Regions from separate parts of the Ovis aries genome. Here region 1 is linked to region 2. A link is a contact called in public Hi-C data. All regions are on one chromosome and are shown on one strand. Each heading gives the region's core, a stretch centred on a gene start, on an enhancer-like site or on the middle of the called end of the contact. The rest is flanking DNA. Distances are from core to core; before and after follow the strand shown. Region 1 holds the start of LOC101103203 (LINE-1 retrotransposable element ORF2 protein). Region 2 overlaps MCF2L2 (MCF.2 cell line derived transforming sequence-like 2).

The links. Hi-C and Micro-C count contacts between places; a contact is called where the count stands out from the background.
Region 1: a Hi-C map of blood shows a contact between it and region 2, with 3 times the contacts expected there. The contact joins the promoter of LOC101103203 here to the enhancer-like site in region 2. A contact is called at or near these places in 4 of 16 Hi-C or Micro-C datasets (all in blood).

What each region holds. Positions count from the first base shown.
Region 1 is chr1:204,631,743-204,634,474 of ARS-UI_Ramb_v3.0, reverse strand. LOC101103203 (LINE-1 retrotransposable element ORF2 protein) reads left to right here and starts at 1,370. Exons shown (of 6, transcript XR_009601696.1): 1 at 1,370-2,429. The region is part of intron 15 of MCF2L2 (MCF.2 cell line derived transforming sequence-like 2); the gene reads right to left. B3GNT5 (UDP-GlcNAc:betaGal beta-1,3-N-acetylglucosaminyltransferase 5) reads left to right here and starts at 1,173. Exons shown (of 3, transcript XM_042233934.2): 1 at 1,173-1,363.
Region 2 is chr1:204,564,666-204,567,365 of ARS-UI_Ramb_v3.0, reverse strand. MCF2L2 (MCF.2 cell line derived transforming sequence-like 2) reads right to left here. Exons shown (of 28, transcript XM_060419927.1): 9 at 2,365-2,479; 10 at 1,646-1,765. All of the region lies in intron 4 of LOC101103203 (LINE-1 retrotransposable element ORF2 protein), which reads left to right. Among named protein-coding and RNA genes, the nearest start is that of B3GNT5, 67 kb to the left of the region's middle. Within about 2 kb of position 1,330, at least 7 of the 54 cell types and tissues checked have an H3K27ac peak or open chromatin away from gene starts, as enhancers often do.

The sequences.
Region 1 (2,732 bases), core at 121-2,620, 67 kb before region 2:
CCATCTATGGGGTCGCACAGAGTCGGACGTGACTGAAGCGACTTAGCAGCAGCAGCAGCAACAATAAATTAGCTTATTTATGGGTCACAGTCAGTGACTCCCTTACAAGTCAAAATACCTAAATGTTTCTATCTGTGATAAGACATGTCATGAGGTCTGAGTAGATAATAGGAATACTGGGTTTGAGTAGATAATAGCAATACTAAGCCACACTCTCTATAGGTAATATATAAAAGAAAATAATCGCATGGCTCCATATGCTAAGGAGCTAAAGAAAGCAATTACAACACCTCTTTAAAAATCTAGCTAGAAATAACAAGTACAATGTTGTGTTTACAGTTTCAAATTGATTCCATAATCTACTTTCAAGTCATTACCTGCCATTCCTTTTTTTAAAATTTATTTAATTCCTTTTACAATAACAAATCCAAAGCTTTTACTTTACTGAAGTAAAGGGTTAAATTTTTTTCTGTCATATTCTTAAATAATATTGTACAATTATAAAATCGTTCAAAATATCACCACTATTCAATGACAATATTTGTTCTATAAGGAGGATGCTAGAACAACATCTGGGGAATAAGTAACCAAACCCCCCAAAATGATTTGTTTATACTTTCCTCCCTTCAGTGGAAATTTATATTCTGATTTTGTCTACTATGTGTATTAAGTATTCTGAGTGGGGAAAACACCTCAAAGAGGACATTCAGGTGGATCCTGACTCATAGTTGATGATCTGAGAGTGAAGTGAAGTCGCTCAGTTGTGTCCGACTCTGCGACCCCATGGACTGTAGCCTACAGGCTCCTCCGTCCATGGGATTTTCCAGGCAAGAACACTGGAGTGGGTTGCCATTTCCTTCTCCAGGAGATCTTCCCAACCCAGGGATTGAAGTCGGGTCTCCCGCATTGTAGGCAGACGCTTTACCATCAGCCACCAGGCAAGTCTGATGATCTGAGTAAATAATCTCAATTAACTAAAGAGGTGTGGAGAAGCACTTCCTGGAGCTGCCTTGCACCGACAGGAATAGACAGGCCGGACGCATCACCTTCACCTACACGCTGGGGTGGTGGCTACCGGGCAGGCCAGGCTGGGCTTCGGAGTGACGCCAAGAGTGCAGGAAACGCAGCACGCTGCTCACGGGCCGCGCCCCTGCCCTCCGCCGGGAGCCCCTGATTGGGTCCCCCAGCTTTCAGCCGGCTCCAGCCCGCTTCCCGCTGGGGTAGCAAGCCCAGCCGAGAGCCAACTCCCCAGCCCCTGCCTAAAATTTAAAACGAGTAAGTTTTGTTCCGGAGACCAATGACTTTAGTTCCCATGCCGGCGGAGTGCCGACCTGCGATTTGGAAGTTTAAGGAGCTGGTCCTGGTGAGTTTTGCTTTACGTTTTCTTTGAAATGAAGCTGGGCTTGAAAGTAAACTCATTGCGGGGCGGAGTGAGTCTCTCCCACCGGCCCATTGCATTCCTGAAACGAACCGCTGTCGCAAAGCTGTATGCAGTAAAATTGAGTTTCCTTCTTTTGTCACTGAGGCCCCCTGAAGCTCGGAGCGGGGGTGCGTAAGCGGTGTGACAAGAGATCTTTTAAAGTCTAGCTTGCCCTTAGAACTCTCGCTCTGAAAAGGAAAATAAGGTGCTCAGAGAACTGCGGCTCAATCAGTCAAAACTTATCTCCCGTAGATGAGTAAACCGTTGCGTGTTCTGAACGAAAGGATCACTTGTCCAACAAATTCTGCCTCCTAATGCAGTGTATATGGAGATCAGTTGTTTCATATGGAATTAATATGTGTGATCAATCGTACTCTTTTTAAACTGCTCCGCATCCACCGCATCCTAACTGGGGCCCAGGCCGCCTGTAGGTGGAAATGTAGTCTTCTCTTCCGGATCACTAAATGGGGAAAGTTCCAGCCTGCTCGGCGGGGATAATTCGCAACTCCTCATCTGGTTTGTTCTTTGTGAGGGGAGACGGATTCCCTTGGTCCGCAGCAAGGGCTCCTGGCCGGCCTGGCCTCCGCCCCGCCCCTGCCCGGCCCGGCCGCCTCGCCGCGCCTCCCAGCCGGAGTGGCTCCCGGACTGCGGGAAAGGAGTCTGTTCTGCTTCGTCTGGACCAGGCGAGGTCGCCAGGGCCGAGAGGGGAGGAGAGTCGCTCGCACGGCGGCTCCAGGACTTCAGGTTGGAATGAGCTCTGGGGCCCAGGAGGCGAGGCTGTAGCTGACACCGGGCTTGGAGTCGGCTCGCGGCCCTGGTCCGGAGCGCGAGGCCAGGCGTCGGGAAGCTGGGGCCGCCCTATCCGCCGCGGGGCAAGGCTGCCCGCTGCCCGAGAGTACGGCGGGGAAAGAGGCACGTTCCCTCCCCGGGGCGCCTTTGTTCATTCGGGCCTGCGGGCGGGCGTTTGGCGACCGCGACCCTGGGCCGAGCCGCCATCCAGATGCAGCAGGTAGGCTGGGGGGCCCGGAGCTCCGGGGCGGGGGGTAGGGCGAAGTTCCCCGGAGCCGGTCCCCATTCCTACGAGCTCCAGCTAGGCGGCCGCCGCGCCGCGATGCCGAAACCGGCCGGAGCGCGGGAGCCGGGAGGGGAACGCCGCGCCCTGCCGGCCTCGGTTCCCGGCTGTGGGGCCCCCAACCTTGCGCCCACACCTAGGCTGCAGGGGTGAATTCGGGTAGAGATCCTGCGTCGTGTTAGAAGTTGGGAAACCGCCAGACAGGGGAAGCTTTCAGTGAGTTACTGGCTGGGGTAATAC
Region 2 (2,700 bases), core at 81-2,580:
TTTCCCTAAAATATGAATGTATATAATGAAAATACATAGTATCCACATTTAATAAGGAGTTCACTTGAAAAAAACTAAAATTACATAAAATTGAGACTCTGAGACTGAGTATCTTGGAGACTCCAAGACACAGAGATATCACATACACAAAATTCAGCTTTTTTTCACTGTTTAATAAACATTTCTCATAACTCATGCCTTCAGCACTAAAGCAATTAGCTGTCAACGATCATGGATAACAGGGTGCTCACAAGGGAAGGGTGGGACTGCTGAGTGAGAGTCTGTGCTCAGGTGGGCCTGTATGCTCATGCACTGCAAAAGTACTTTCAGCTCAGAACTCACAACTGATAGCTCTTAAAGCCAAACTGGACTTGGCTTACATTTGTTACCATTTTTTAAGGGAATTTCCTCACTGGCTCAGCAGTAAAGAATCTGCCCACCAACGTAGGAGACACAGGTTCAATCCCTGGGTCAGGAAGATCCCCTGGAGGAGGAAATGGCACCTACTCCAGTATTCTTGCCTGGAAAATTCCATGGACAGAGGAGCCTGGCGGGCTACAGTCCATGGGGTTACAAAGAGTTGGAAACGACTTAGCAACCAAACGACAACAAAAAATGTCTCTAACAATAATGTGAATGTCAAACGCTTAACTTTAATGTGCATGTCAAACACCTGGAGATCTTATTAAAATGCAGATTTTGATTCTGAGGCGGGGCCTGAGATTTCCCCATATTTCTAATAAGTTCTCACTGAGGTGATATCTATGCTGCTGGCCAAAGGATCACATTGTGAGAAGCAAACCTCTAGTACCATGAAATCACCATCTACCATAATCTAGAGGAAGGACGCCTCCAGATTAGCTCAGAATGGAAATGGCAACTATAGAAAACTTCCCAAGAGACAAAAAAGGGACCCTAATTAAAGAAAAGCAGAGAGGAACTTCTCTGGTAAGAACTGACTGGTCTTTCTTAATTTGTAACAACCAAACCTGTAAAGATTGAAGATAGACCTACTCCTAAGTGTTGATCTGTGTACAGATCTGGGAAACTGTTTAATTTGGGTATGAGAACTTGAGGCATATATTCCTTTACAAGTCTGATATTTATAACTCTTTGAGCATGAGAAAGGAGAAAGCTTTACCAACTCTGTGTAGCAACAGAACTAATGTGGACCAATTTCCCCTTTTTCACCATCTTGCTTATTATAAAGCTAGGTGGTTTTTTTTTTTTTTTTTTTTCTGGTTTCTCCTTTTAAAGTTTCCCCTCCTTACCACCAAGCCTGCCTCCACATCCGGCCCAGTGGGTAACACACCCAATGTGACCTTACTTCCTGCTATTCCTCCCTAGCCCTGTCACTGAATGAATGGGCAGGGCCACCTGAAACCCCATCTAAGCCTCTAGCCTCAACTGGGTGCTCCTGCAGCCTTAACAGAACTCTGTACTGCCTGCATTATTCCTCATAGTTGTTAATGTGCATAATTCCCTGGGGACCTGAGGGTGGGAGTGGGGTCACTAAAAAGTCAGTATTTGGGCAATCCTGTGTCTTTTGGCAACCTTCTAACAATTAATGGGTGGCCGTGATCTGTCACTATCCACAGGGACCTTCTTCCCAGTCCACAAAACTGGAAAAAGCAAACAAACCAACCTGGCCTTCTCCTTCCAGTTTTTTGTGTTCCTTAAGAAGCTGTTCCACATGCATCACACTGTCTCCGAAGTCTGAAAACTCTGCTTGTTCTGCCAACAAGTTGTCCAGGGCTAGCTTAACCTATAAGACATGTTAGAAAGCCCAGAAATAAGCCAATGGACATCCCATCTTCAGGTATAGGCTTGTCATACTCTAGACAACTTGAAAATCCAAAAACGATTCAGGATATGTGTATATCTATATAGACTTTTTTTTAAACAGCTCATCAGTTTTTAGATTAAGCTGGGGGTACTGAAATGCCATAATAAATACATCATAAATGTGATGAATGACTGAAGAATAAATTCAAAATGCAAATAATAATGTTAAAAGTATATCATCTAATCCCCAACTAAAGTAAATGAATTATGTTTAAAAAAAAAAACCGCCTGGGGGTGCTGAGACAATGTGCAGATGGAATATCGAAGCTACACTGAATCAAAAAGGAAGGTAAACCATCACTGAAATACCATGTGGGAAAATGAGATTCTGGTACATTGCTACCCCCACTAAAAAGGTGAGAAGAGGAATCAAAAATATATGGAAGGGACTGGACTAGGGAGAGGATGCAGAGCCTGATACCCAGAATTTAAGGGGGAAGAGAGAACCAGAAGTCACAGAACTATGCACTCCCCTAACAGAACCATAAAAGGAAGTTTTATTAAACAAGAAAATAACACCTCACAAAAACTGTGTTCAAAGTGCTGTAGTTGTAGGTATTGATTAAGCTTCAGGTGATGCTCAGACCAGAACTGACTAAAGGCTTTTTCTGTTTCATCCAACTGAACTAATAACCTGTCAAGAAAGAACAAGATAGGACATGTGATTAGCGTTCATTTCCACAGGCTCATGCTGATAACACCCATGTTTTCAGTCAGGGTTCCTAATTGTGATGATCTCCTTACTTTGAAGTCTATGTCACGTATGACTTTCTCATGGTTCGGCTGGTTCCCCTATTTTCCATTTTTCAATCAGGACACCCTCAGCACTAGGCAAAAACCTCAGATGCAGCTGCC